Linked DNA regions of Muntiacus reevesi: region 2 is linked to region 1. Evidence: chromatin contacts called from public Hi-C data. All regions are on one chromosome and are shown on one strand. The core of a region is the stretch at or near the end of the contact, and the rest is flanking DNA. Distances in the headings are between cores, read along the strand shown.

Region 1 (7,208 bases), core at 1,013-3,512:
TTAGGGGCTACTGTATCAGCAGGCTTTCTGGGAGAGAAAAGAGATTCAGAACAATGTGCCATTTTAAACTAGAAAAAAAAATTTTTTAGTCCTATCGTATTTGTTTTTTAAAAATGTCTTGGCTTTTAAAACTGTCCATTAATGACATATGGTTCATTGTTTTTTATTTTTAAATATTTTAAAATTTTGCTTATTTTTAAAGCACATACTGAGTTTTTACAAACACAAGAGATAAAGGTTACTACAGTAAATCATTAACTGCTTCTGCATTAAGTTCATATATGTGTGTGTTTTGGAAAAACCAAATTAGTAATCAGTGCCAGGGATCATGTGGGCATTAATAGAGAAATGGTCTGTAACTTCATTGAACAGTCAGACACAGTTGTACAAATAGTATAGCCAGAGCTCAAGATCCATAAAATATACTTAACAGCTGGACTTGGACCTTTACTGTATATACTGTTTACAGAATATACTGTAATACTGCCCAAGACAAAAGGCAGTCTTAACCATCTGAAACCATTTTTTCCTGATTCTAACTTAATCAAAATTATGATGCTTCTGTTTTAAATTTAAGCACACGTACTCCCAAACACACATGGAAAATAATGGCAATGAAATTTCCAGATTTTCAGTGAAGATCATCACTCTTAAGATGCATATCCACATCACATATTCCCTAGATATCTGAGTAGCCAGGTAGGTTTACCAGAGAAAGTAAAGTCTGAGCTGAGGGCTGAGTAACAAAAAGCTAGCCCTGAGATTATCTAGACTGTCCCAGAAAAAGGGAAATATAAGTGTAATAAAAGTAAAGCTCTGTAGTGTGAAAGAGCTGGGCATCTGTAATACAGAAAGGCCAACATCTATAGTTCCTGTGCAGTGAGCAGTTTTCCTAGTCTGTGTTTTTACACAGAATTCTTACTGGATACTGAGAGATAAAAAGCAGAGTTCAAGACACAGTCCTTCAGAGACTTGATTTGTCACAATTTGTCTCAATTTTTCATCTCAAACATTTGATCAAATGTCTAGGCTTTATGACATTTAGAACTGAACATAAAGACTCCATGTACCTAATCTATAAATACAATGAAAAATGGAGGCCACAGTGATATGCTTATTGCAGCATTCTGTGTAATAGCAAATTTAAAACAGAACCTAAGTGACTAGCAATAGGGGAGTGAGTAAAATTTGTAAAATTTCTGCATTGCTTACAATTTTCAGTTAGTCTTTTATCTGTATTTTAAACTTTTTTTAAAAATTCAATTTCTGTTCACTCAGAGAAATATTGAAAACTGTAGCCCAACTATATATCACACTCATCAGACAAAGGAGCTGTGAGAAGTCTTTTTTAGAAACTCTGGGTTTACATGAAGGGAAATGGATCTTAAGTTTTTCTCTTTTGAAGTTTATGTAACAGACAATTACTCTTCATTATGGAGGCTTTATATTTCTGCAAAACCATAAATAAATCTAAAAAAAAAAAAAACAAAGCTACAGTAAACTCAGTATGCTTATGCTGAGATGTACATATTGGAAACAAATGTTTCTGCTGTAGTTTAAGCTTTGATTTAGAATGATTCTTTAATTTGGAATCAATCAACATTTAAAAGCTTCTTCATACACTTTTCTACCATTTTGATCACTCTTTCATTCAAGTTTGTAATCCCTGCCTAGAAAATAGGCAATAATTTGCTTCTATTCAAGGAATTGTTCTCATATCCTTTATATGTATTAACTCAATAGCCAAAATCAAGGGTCCTGAGGTAGATGATATTATCATCTCCACTTTAGAGATGAGGAAATTGAGGCAAACAGATTAATTTACTTGCCCAAGACCACTCAACCCAGGCACTACAACGCCTGGCCTTGTGATCTTAACGGCTTTACTCTTCTATACAGTGACTAACAAGGCAAAATGCCTAATCTCAGTGAATTAACAGCTTAGTAAGGAAATGAGCAACAGGTAACTTAGACTCTGGTATGACAGGTGCATAAGAGTACTTATCCCAGTAGAATATCTCTTCTATTACAGAGATCCTATTACAGAATATCTCTAATATTACAGAGGAAGAGGAGTAATTAAACTCCTTGAAAAAAGAAATGTAAATAAGCTCAGGACTGAAAACAGTGGGAGAATGGGAGATTAGGCTGGAAAAAACATTTGGATAGTTTAGGAAAGCTCTTTATTTCCTAACCTCCAAATGGAGCAGATGGATTGAAAACATAATGTAAAGGTGATACTTCCCGATTTCTTTGCCCTTGCTGTGTTCTCTTCTTAAAATCGAACATAATTGCTTCTTTTCCTACAAAACAGAATCCAAGTGGTCAATCTATTAAACCACACCAGGAAACCACTTCAGAAGAGGATAATATCCACTACCCCTAAAAGAGCAAGACACATTATAAAGTGAAACTTAACTTGCTTTTATTTATTGTTGAACGTTATGAAATGACTTGCAATGCAAAAATACGAAAAACTGCTTTGAATAGCTGGAAAATTAGCTATAGCATCAAAAAACATATGTAAACAAACTTTACTGCCTCCAGACTAGACTCTACTGATTTACCTCAGATGTCATCACAGAGTAGCAATGGAAGCTTCTAAATCGAGAAACAGCCACAAAGTCCTGCAATGAAGCTGTGATTAATAACTAAGTTGAACTTTTCACTCCTACAACTTCTCTACATTTATCTGTCTATACATTCCTATTTCCTACGGGATAAACACCTAGCAAAGTGGTTCCAAAAGACAAATGAGATAGAAATTCACAAGACAAATCCAACAGAAGACAGTGGAGGAAAATGTGAACTACTACAAAGTTTTACAAGTGATGAAAACAAAAAAATTTTCTCTTTCAATGCTGACCTCAGCATTGAATTTCACAGCAATGAAATTAACTATGAAACCACTCCTCACTTCTCTAGGAGTGATTCTAGCTCTTCTTGCAAAGAGCTGAGCTGCTCCTTTTCCCGGTCTTCCTTTTGTTTCAGTTCATCCAGTACAGCCTGAAATCTGTTCTTGAGAGCCAGGTTTTCCACTTTCATGATGAGATCCTCCTGTCGCTTTGCTCTGTCCTGGGTCTCCTGGAGCTTGCCTTTCATGTTATCAATCTGTTTCTGAATTCCCATAACCAGCTGATTGGTTCCCTCGTTTTCTTGGTGCTGTTCATCCGATTCATTTAGTTTGTCCTGTAGCTGCCTTTCCAGATCTTCTTCAGTGTCTATGATGTTTATATCTTCTTCATCTTGATGCTGTGTCTCATCTTCATCTTCACTGCTGCTGCTGAGGTCATTGAATATCTCCCGAAGCTCATCATGTTCTAAGGAGTCATGGCCCTGCCTGTGGCCAGACATTCCTGGGGAAGAGATATCAAGGCCTTGATTTTCTGTTTCTTTTGTCTCATCTTCAGCAATTATTTCCCAGCGGGTACTGACAGCTTCAGCATCTGTGCTCAGCAACCGCTTTACTTCTTTTTCCACATCTGGAGACTCAATATACTTCTTCTTTGCTGTCTTACGGAATCTTCTCTTTCTCACATTTTTCAGAGGCAGAGTAATTCCATGGTTCCATACAAATTTTTTCTCTTTGTCCTTATCCTTCTTTTTGCTTGCTTTGGGATCAGTAGCAGCAACTGGTTCCTCCACAGGAGGATAGAGATCACCGTCAACTGTAGAGACAAGCATCTGACAGACATCAGCTGTCTTGTAAAAGGTTTTTTTATCAATGGTTTTCAAACTCTCCATAACACACGGCAGGTCTACCAATTTTGCGGCCAAAGGGACTCGGTCCACTCTGACAATTCCATGACGCCCATCAGGGTGTAACTCAATTGACAGTCTGTCCTTCAAGTTGACATGGCCAGACTGTACTGCCCGCCTCACAGTAGAGGCATACTCCGGGGGTAGGCGTAAGATAAACTGGCTCTCTAGTTCATGAGGAGCATCATCTTTGCTCTTACTCATTTTTATTTCTTTGTAATTCAGTTTTTCTCTAATAACCACTTTTTGCACTGAAAAGTTCCAGGTACTTCACCAGAAAGACCAGTTCTTTACAAACTTGAATCCTTAATTACAAAGAGTTCTAGGTAGAACAGCAGCTAAGCATGTTTTTAATTAAGCCCCAAGTCTTTCTTAAAACGCCGTGACTGAACAACAGTTGTTACTGACGCATTGGCTTATTCAGTTATGTCCATTTAAATCTATTAGCGGTAACGCCAAGTTTCAACCTCTAGATGCCGCTGCAGAACAATGCAGAGAAAGCAAATGGCGGCTCCTGCGGAAACAGAAAGTAAGGTTCAGCAGATACGCCCAAACCACAAACTCTCCCGGAACAAAGAGATTCAAAATGCGGGGCGTAGTGAGCTCTCTTCCCCTCGGGTACTTACAATCCAGTGACGATTATAAGTTCAGTTTCTCCGGACAGGAACGAGCGGGAAAAGCCACTCAGAACAAGAACGCCGGGAGCCGAGCGTCTCTTTCTTAATTCCTTTGTTCTTCCCGGCACTTGGCAAAGCGATCCGCTATTGATTATCGGTGAAATGAGTCGGGACCGGCAACGTGAAATCTCGCACAGAGCCGCAGCTCCGAGCGCCAGACTTTGCAACTGCGCAGCTCGGCGTGCCTCCGTCCGGGGCTGCAGACACAGCGGAAAAGAAAGCGTTACGTCACTCCGCAGGACTGGAGGAGTCTGTGAGTGACAGCACGCCTTGGGCGGAAGTGCAGGGCATTTCACCGCGCGCAGGCGCAACGCGTGATTACGGCGTTCGGCGTGACTTGTTGTCTCGCGAGATTTTGGTTTTACGAGAAGATGGCGATCATGTTTCAAAAATAGCTATTACCTTGAAAGTGTTTAAAGAAAGCAATTCTAAGAAAGATGGTCTCGCCTGCCTCTACTAAGCCAGAGCTTTTACCAGCTCGCCGGAGGCCGGTTACTTCCTAGGCTTCCGTGGATTGCTGGAGATAGGGCGTCCGTGCGGAAATAGTGTTTGTTTTTGGAAACATCTCAGAGTCTCCCCAGACTATATTCTTAAATCTGGAGCCGATAAAACAATTCATAACTAACCATGCCTGTGGATTTTAAAGTACCCGAATCAGTGGCGTGAGGACGTGCTGCCCACTATGTAATTCTGTGTTTGTTGATAGTGAAAGTGTCCTTAGGGGACTTGTGACTCACGGTCTGTTTGTGTTTTGGAGACTTCCTGAGGCAACAAGGGTGATTTCTCTTTTAATGTGTTAGGTGTAGGTATAAATGTAAACAGGGAACGTAGTGTTCTTCCAGAGGCCTGTGTTCATTTAGGACCGTTGTCTGAAAGACGAATGGTCTAATTAAGCTTTAACTGAAGTATTATCCGCTGCCACTAATTTGCCAGTAATTTTTTAATTAGTTTGGAATTTTTAAAAAATTCACCTCAAAAAAAAGAAAAAAAACCTTAAAAAAAAAATTAACCTCTACTGTTCAGGTAACTTTTCTATTGCCTTTTTAGGTGGTCAGGTATTCTTAACATGGATTTATAGCACTTCGGACTAACAGTGTAAGATTTTTCACTTCTGTTCATTTCTATTTATTAATAGGATCAATTTGGTAGAGCATCACGATCATTAAAATTACAATTTCTGTTCTCTAAAATATCAGCACCTGCATCTTAAGTTTAAGGGAATTCGTTTAAAATGTGATTAACATATAGAAATTTCACTTTCTTTTGTACTTATTGTCTTCCTCTCCTAAGATTGGAAGGTCCATGATAACTAAAAGTCTAATCGTGTGCTCATCTGGTCCCAGTGCCTCATATCAAAACGTGGGAGATAAAAATTATTTGGTAACTGAATGAAAAAATTGACCCATCTGAAGAACATAAATATAATCTAAGTCCTCTAATAATTTGTGAGAGAAAATACATTCTGTATTGCCTTAAAATGAAAGAGTGTCACTTGATAGACATTTCCTCTCCAGTCAAAGGTCCTACTAATTGTTAGGAGGTGGGGGTTTGCAAACAGCAGGTGTGAATATGTCCCTTTTGGTTTCAGCAGACTGTGATACTGTGTGTCATGGGGTGGAATTTAAATGGCTTGACCCCAGTTTGGTTTTTCATGCTAAGTCTGAAGGAAAATTATGCACTTGCACATAATTGTGCTTTAGTCCTTTGTTCTGTGATGTGTTGAAGAAGGTTCAGTTCAGTTCAGTTGCTCAGTCGTATCCGACACTTTGCAACCCAACCCCATGAAACACAGCACGCCAGGTCTCCCTGTCCATCACCAACTCCCAGAGTCCACCCAAACCCGTGTCCACCGAGTCAGTGATGCCATCCAACCATCTCATCTTCTGTCATCCCCTTCTCCTCCTGCCCTCAATCTTTCCCAGCATCAGGGTCTTTTCAAATGAGTCAGCTCTTCACATCAGGTGGCCAAAGTATTGGAGTTTCAGCTTCAACATCAGTCCTTCCAATGAACACCCAGGACTGATCTCCTTTAGGATGGACTGGTTGCATCTCCTTGCAGTCCAAGGGACTCTCAAGAGTCTTCTCCAACACCATGGTTCAAAATCATCAATTCTTTGGCTCAGCTTTCTTTATAGTCCAACTCTCACATCCATACATGACCACTAGAAAAACCATAGCCTTGGTGAGACGGACCTTTGTTGACAAAGTGATGTCTCTGCTTTTTAATATGCTGTCTAGGTTGGTCATAACTTTCCTTCCAAGGAGTCTTTTAATTTCATGGCTTCAATCACCATCTGCAGTGATTTTGGAGCCCCCCAAAATAAAATCAGCCACTGTTTCCACTGTTTCCCCATCTATTTGCCATGAAGTGAAGGGACCGGATGCCATGATCTTAGTTTTCTGAATGTTGAGCTTTAAGCCAACTTTTTCACTCTCCTCTTTTCACTTTCATCAAGAGGCTCTTTAGTTCTTCACTTTCTGCCATAGGGCTGGTGTCATCTGCATATCTGAGGTTATTGATATTTCTCTCGGCAATCTTGATTCCAGCTTGTGCTTCCTCCAGCCCAGTGTTTCTCATGATGTACTCTGCATATAAGTTAAATAAGCAGGATGACAATATACAGCCTTGATGTACTCCTTTTCCTATTTGGAACCACAGTCTGTTGTTCCATGTCCAGTTCTAACTGTTGCTTCCTGACCTGCATACAAGTTTCTCAAGCAGCAGGTCCATGCTGATGTATATATAATTTCCAGGATGATCTATTTCCTGTT
Region 2 (7,283 bases), core at 2,095-4,594, 240 kb after region 1:
CCTAGGAGACTAGATGACTTTGCCAGCTGATTATTTAAAACAGTCAAGGAATAAATAATTTCCCTAATATTATGTAAAAGTTCTTCCAGAGTTTAGAAAAAGGACGTATTCCTCAACTCACACTATGAGGTTAGCATAATCTTTAATAGCAAAATGTGAAAGAACAAAAAATCATAGGTTACTTTTACTCATAAACCTAGGCACAAAATTTGTAAAATACCAGCAAACTGAACTAAGCAATATAAAATAAAAAGGATTAAAAAAAAAAGGATAATAAATAATGCCCAAATTGGATTTATTTTAGGAATGCAAGGTTAGTGCTAACAGAAACCAATTATTATGCTTCACCACAATTACACACTGAAAGAGAAAATTACGAGATGATCCTAACAGTATAAAAAGGCATTTGATCAAATTCAACACCCATTCATGATAAATATGCTCAGCAAACTAGGAATACAAGATAATTTCCTCAATTTGACAGAGTATTTACTGAAAGTTGAAAGCAAAAACCATGCTTAAAGGTAAAATGTTGAAAACTTTGTCTTTGAGATTAGGAATAAGACAAGAATATTCAACATTATCTACCACTTCATTCAAAAACACTGAGGTGTCTGGTGTGTGGTCTGATTCAGTGCAGTAAGGCAAGAAAAAAAATCTTAATTAGAAAGGAAGAAATAACACTCTCATCTTAAGATAATGATTTTGTTGTTATTTAATTGCTAAATTGTGTCTGACTCTTCTTCATGACCCCACCGTGAACTGTAGCCTCTGTCCCAGGCTCCTCTGTCCATTGGATTTTCCAGGCAAGGATACTGGAGTGGGTTGCCATTTCCTTCTCCAGGGGATCTCCCCAACCACGGATTGAACCTGCATCTCCTGCATTGGCAGATGGATTCTTTACCACTGAGTGACCAGGGAAGCCCCAAAGATAATGATAATCAACATTTTAAAAATCTAAAAGAATATGTGTGCCTGTGAGTCGCTCAGTTGTATCTGACTCTTTTGAGACCCCATGAACTATAAAGCCTGCCAGGCTCCTCTGTCCATGGAATTCTCCAGGCAAGAATACTGGAGCAGGTAGCCATTTCCTTCTCCAGGGGATCTTCCCAACCCAGGGATCAAACTGTGGTCTCCTGCATTGCAGGCAGATTCTTTACCACCTGGGCTACCAAGGAAGCTCCAAAAGAATCTACAGATAAAGAAATTTTAAATACTATATAAGAATATGAAGTACTTAGGAATAAATTTAATAAAAGTTGTGTAAGACTTCTATACAGAACAATACAGCTTTACTGAAAAACATTTAAAATGACAAGTGAATGTAGACTTTAAGATTCATAGATTAAAAGACTTGATAACAAGATGTCAATTCTTCCTAGATTGATTTATATAGTCAGTAGAATAAAAATCTCAACAGGTTTCTTTTTTTAAGTTGACAAGGTGATTCTAAAATTTATATGAAAGAAGAGCTTGTACATTCTTGGGAAAGCAGCAAAAGATAGGAGATTAATAATACATTTTATAAAACCATAATAATCAAGACTATATGGTACTGGCATTGGAATAGACAAAATGATCAACCAGGAGGAGAGCACAGTTCAGAAAACAGACCTAGGCGTAAAGGGCACTTGATATATATAACACACTGAGCATGTCAGATATCCCAATTAATGGGACAGCAACTAAGGGTCCATATAAAAATTGTACCCATATGCAAATAAATCAACACAAATCAATTAAAAACCTTAATGTAAAAGAAAAAACTACAGGATTAATTATCTTGACGACTAAAGGATTTCTTAAACAAGACACAGCATACATTACTCATAAAGGAAAAGACCGGTAAATCTAAGCACTTCATATAAAGAACTTTCATTAACACACTGTTCAAAAAAAGAAGAGAAAAGCCACAAAGTCAGAGAAGATGTTTGTGACAAAGGACCAATAGGCTATATGAAGAATTTCCTTTGTTTTGGAACAGCATTATTTTGCAACCCTAATGAACAAAGAGATCTATATACTAAGAATCAGCAGCCACTAACATCACAGAAGGGAGTCACAGATTATGTGCCTTCTGAAGAGGAACCTAATATCTATTACAAAGAAGTTTTGGTGAAAGACAAACAAATGGAGTCTGGTTCTGACTAAGCTTCTAGATCCAATTGCCAATTTACCTTATAATAATTCATTAAGTTGCACATCTGTTTTATGCAGTTTTCTATATTTTTGTTATACTTAATAATAAAAAATTAAAATATGAAAAGAAGATCTAAAAATTAGATAATGATAATTTGGTGGAGAGGAAAGGGTAGTAATATAACTATTAAATTCTCATTTTCCTAATAGGGAGGCAACAGATAAAATTTTCGATTTACTGAACAACAGAGGCAAAAGCACAGTATTTAAATAGGTATTACTATACAATACAGAAGATTGTCAATGAGAACGATAAAATTTTTTTTAAAAAGAGGGGTTTAATATTCAGGTAAGAAATAAAGTATGACCCAAGGTTATAGTAGGGATGGAGGCAGAGATAAGATGAATTTGAGAATTACCTAATAAAAAGAATCAAATAGGCTTGATGTAACCAAATACTGAACTCTGGTTAGATATGTGCTTCAAAGTGTTATGACTTAGCAATTCTGAAGGCACTTAATGTGTACTGTAAGAATGAGCAAACACTAAAAACATTACTAAATAGGTTGTGGCTAACAAGAGCCAGCTAAAAGCATCTATGCTGTGAGCAGTCAGGGTGGTGGTTACTCTGAGTCAAGGAGGGAGGAGTAAGGTATCATTTGTAGCTAGAAATGGGTAAGGTGAGCTTCCCAGGTCTTAGTAATGTTTTGTTTCTTGACCATGCATCAATTACACAGATTAAAATTTCATTTTTAATTTTGTGAAAATTCATTAACCCATACATGTATGATCTATACACTTCAAGCTAGAGAAAAAGAGAGACACATACACTTCTGATAACAATATAAACATATGTATGCAGTATAAGCAAAGACTAAAGACGACTGTAGACAAATTTAAATGATTCAATTTGTTAATGTACTGAGATAATGTAAATGTCTAAATTTTTAAAACTGTCATCCACCAGGGAACTATGAAAAACGCTAGATAAGCATGGGTCTGGACACCACCTAAAACATTTTCACATCCTTGGATAGCTGGCCCTGGTTTGGCTTTGACACTGGACTGGGAGAGGTAGAGATCCACTGACAACCAATAGGAAAGATACAGTCAAAATATAAAACCCGGATTTCGAGCTCTCATGAATTCTCCCATGAGCCACCGCTCTTCCTTTTCCGGTAAGCGGCCAGAGCTGACCCTTAAAAATGGTGCGCTATTCACTCGACCCAGAAAACCCCACAAAATCATGCAAATCAAGAGGTTCAAATCTTCGTGTTCACTTTAAGAACACTCGTGAGACTGCCCAGGCCATAAAGGGTATGCATATCCGAAAAGCCACCAAGTATCTGAAGGATGTCACTTTAAAGAAGCAATGTGTGCCATTCTGTCGTTACAATGGTGGAGTTGGTAGGTGTGCACAGGCCAAACAGTGGGGCTGGACGCAGGGTCGGTGGCCCAAAAAGAGTGCTGAATTTTTACTACACATGCTCAAAAATGCAGAGAGTAATGCTGAACTTAAGGGCTTAGATGTAGATTCTCTGGTCATTGAGCACATCCAAGTGAACAAAGCCCCCAAGATGCGGCGCAGGACTTACAGAGCTCACGGTCGGATCAACCCCTACATGAGCTCTCCCTGCCACATTGAGATGATCCTTACTGAAAAAGAACAGATTGTTCCTAAACCAGAAGAGGAGGTTGCACAGAAGAAAAAGATATCCCAGAAGAAACTGAAGAAACAAAAACTTATGGCCCGGGAATAAATGCCGCAGAAAATAAATGCAAATAAAAGTAAAAAAAAAAAAAAAAAAAAAAAAAAAATATAAAACCCATAGAATACTCCAATTAGTTGACTTCTCAGCACTGTTATAGGAAAGATGCATTAATTCAGGATACAAGTATGACAGTATCATACAACCTTCTCAATGATTCCAGCCCCTATTTTTGCCACATCAAGGATGGTAAACCCAGAACAAAGTCCTCATGTCTCAAACGAAAAATGATATCAAAAGCTAATTTCAATTTAGAGAATTATGTAAAATTCATGTGGGACAAACACAAAAACGGATACAGACAGCACTTTAGCAGAGGGAAAAGGAGGAGAATCTTATTTGCAAATGGATGTGCTTTTCTGCTGACAACAGCAGAAGAGACACCCTTTATCACTCAGGAGACTCCGATAGAAAGTGTGTTAGTGCCAGGGTCTGTGTTTTGAGCTGCTGCAACCTTGACCTCTAGAAGATTCTTAGCACTTTTGCTAATGGGTACTACAGCTTCCAAACCAGGCGCTCAGCCAACCTAGTCTCCAAGGACCAGACTTTATGAGCGCCCTGCCAGCCCTGCCAAGAAGTCAGCTCCTGAAACGTCCCTTCTGTAACCTGTGCTCTTGCCCAAAGCAAGGGAACAGACTGCCTGCTGTGGCTGCTGAAAGTCAGAGTCACTGACCCATTTCCAAAAGGGGAAAAAGAGCATCAGGAGTCAAGAGCTTTCATCTCATCATCTGCATCTAGGCCCATCTCTGGGGTTATCTCTGACAAGGTCATGGGGATGCTATAATCCTGAAACTGTAGAAGAATTTTCACATGTGCCCATCCCCCACACAATAGTATTTTTTCCTTTCTGTAGAGCAGTCTATGAAGTCAGTTCAGTTAAGTCACTCAGTCGTGTCTGACTCTTTGTGACCCCATGAATCGCAGCACGCCAGGCCTCCCTGTCCATCACCAACCCCTGGAGTCTACCCAATCCCATGCCCATCGAGTCAGTGATGCCATCCAGACATCTCATCCTCTGTCGTCCCCTTCTCCTCCTACCCCCAATCCTTCCCAGCATTCCTAACTAATTAAATCTAATCAGGGAGAAAGATTGCAATGAAGTAAAAAGGAAGTGTCTGGGAGATAAAGTGATCTGGAATTACTGTAGGGATGCAGCTATTATAGAGCAGGTATATTTGGTAAATTTGGTGTTCCAAAGCTTAAAACCTCTCCTTTAATTCCCCAGAAAGAGCATGGTCCACTTTGACCATGTTCTCTGTTGAGAGCAACCTGTGAACGTTTCTGAAGACTCTGGGTAGGTAACAGACTATCATGTCAGGAGTCACAAGCCATTGTCCTAGTAAAAGCCTCTGCCCCTCTCCCTCCGCAGGCTGCAGAGCGCTGCACCTTCACTTCCTCTCCCAGCACCTCTCGGGAAATCCAAAAGATGGGAGGCTCTGCTGTGTGAAGAAGACACACTTGGCTCTGAATCTCCTCAGTCCCAATCTGAGAGATCCTCCCTCACTCCTTAAGAAATTAAGTCTATACACACACTGCAAGATGAGAAAATAGACAAAGCAAGCTAGAGAGGAAACCTATAGAGACATCAATCAATTGCAATGTAGATTTTGTCTGGCTCTAATTCAGGTGAACAAACTTAAAAAAACACTACTTTAAGAACACTGAGTGGATATGTGTTTATTAATTAAAGAAATTTTCAGATATGAAAATATGATTCTCTTTCTTTAAAAGTCCTTATTTTTTGATACACATTCTCAACTCAGGATATTAAATGATATGACTAATGAGAATATGCTTTAGAATAACTGGAGTGGTGAGGAGGAGGATGAAGGAGGTACATGAAACAAGACTAACCATGAGTTAAGTTTTTAAACTGGGTGATGGAGATAGGTATTCATACTATTCTCCTCATATATGTATGTGTGTACACATGTGTACATATGTATTATATACGTGTGGGGAGAGGGGTTACATTTTCAAAAATAAATGTGTTTTTTTTAAAGTCAGACTGTTTCTCTAGAGTCACCTGAGAATCTGATTCTCCTCAGACAAGTGAGTGAAAAGGGTATCTTTTCTTCTTAGCTGATTCTTTAATTGAGGATACCCAGCCTAAACATCTTTGCAGTAAAACCACTGAAACCCAGGCTTAAGATTCTTGATAAGGCAAAGGGGATGTACTGCCTGCCATCTCAAAACCAGCACCCTGCCATGGCTAGTTGGTGTCCAGCAGCCAGGCATCACTCTGTTCTTTGCTCGGCTGGCAGGGACTTGCAGCATCTATTGCTCAGCATGCAGGCAGCCTGCAGCAAGGTTAAGTCCCTGGTGAACAAGTGCTGAGTAAAGATCTGAAGCCCTGCCTCAGCCTGCCTCCCTCCCTCCCTCCCCCAGCCAGGCTCCTCCCTTGCAGAATTCTTTTTTTTCTGCGTCACAAACACAAAATGGAGTTAGCTGGGAGCAAAAACAATCTGTCTAAAATGGCTGAATGCAGCAGGGAGTGCCAGGCAATAAAGCGAAGGGAAAGGGCACCCCCTGCTGTCCAATACAGGGACCCTATTTTCCTTTTATCACTATTTTTGCATATGTCAAAACAATCAGTCCTACAGAGTCCAAGCTAATTTTGTCATGAATCTTGATATCTATATTGAATTCTAAATTTTGGAGAGTAGAAATTGAGGTTAAGAAAGGAAAATAATTCTCAGTTTCTAAAGACAGAGCAGAGTCAAGGCACAAGGTCAGCAGCCCAAGTCCCAGTTGTTATTTGGTTATGATTAGTAATGGTTCCTAAGAGCCCTCAGAACAGAAGGGAGGTCCGTCTCCACGCAGTATTCCCCAACTTCAGGATGAGCTAATGGCACCCGGAGTCCAACTATAGACATCACTTCCCCAGGAATTCCTGCTGTGGGCTTCTCCAATGAAGACCACAAACAGGAAACGGAGGAGTGGTGAGCTGCCTGACATCCTGGCAACTAAGTTCCTAAGAGTCACAGGTGGGAGTGACTAAGTAGGGTAGGACAAAGGATTAGGGGGAAATACTGCTGAGAACAGGACTGGCTCTAAAGCCAGTTACACCTGAAGGGATGAAAGATTCAGGCTGAAGTATAATACAACTCCACCTATCTTTAATTCTCTTTCACTGACTCAGGACCACACACTACATGCTCTGCCCAGGATGAAGCCTGAGGCATTTGTCCCTGTTCTACAGGGAACACCCTCCATAATCTTATGCTACAGCTCCTTTGAGTAAACTGAATACTTTATGACTAAAAGACAGCACATGAGAAAGATGGAAAAAGCAGAAGTATGTTGAGAAATCTATGGATCCAAGGCACCAATGGTTTTCACTACTTAAATGAGGCAGCACAAACAAGTGAGTTC

Evidence for each region. Hi-C and Micro-C count contacts between places; a contact is called where the count stands out from the background.
Region 2: a contact with region 1 is called in a Hi-C map of muscle, with 2.3 times the contacts expected there. The contact joins the promoter of LOC136158319 here to the promoter of LOC136156215 in region 1. A contact is called at or near these places in 2 of 3 Hi-C or Micro-C datasets (blood and muscle).

The regions. Positions count from the first base shown.
Region 1 is chr1:230,203,067-230,210,274 of mMunRee1.1, forward strand. LOC136156215 (mitochondrial ornithine transporter 2) reads right to left here and starts at 2,263. Exons shown (of 2, transcript XM_065918738.1): 1 at 1-2,263. TAF7 (TATA-box binding protein associated factor 7) reads right to left here and starts at 4,686. Exons shown (of 2, transcript XM_065918737.1): 1 at 4,386-4,686; 2 at 2,401-4,273. The coding sequence starts at 3,963. The coding sequence ends at 2,914.
Region 2 is chr1:230,441,095-230,448,377 of mMunRee1.1, forward strand. It overlaps LOC136158319 (large ribosomal subunit protein uL22-like), which reads left to right and starts at 3,345. Exons shown (of 1, transcript XM_065920120.1): 1 at 3,345-3,899. The coding sequence starts at 3,345. The coding sequence ends at 3,899.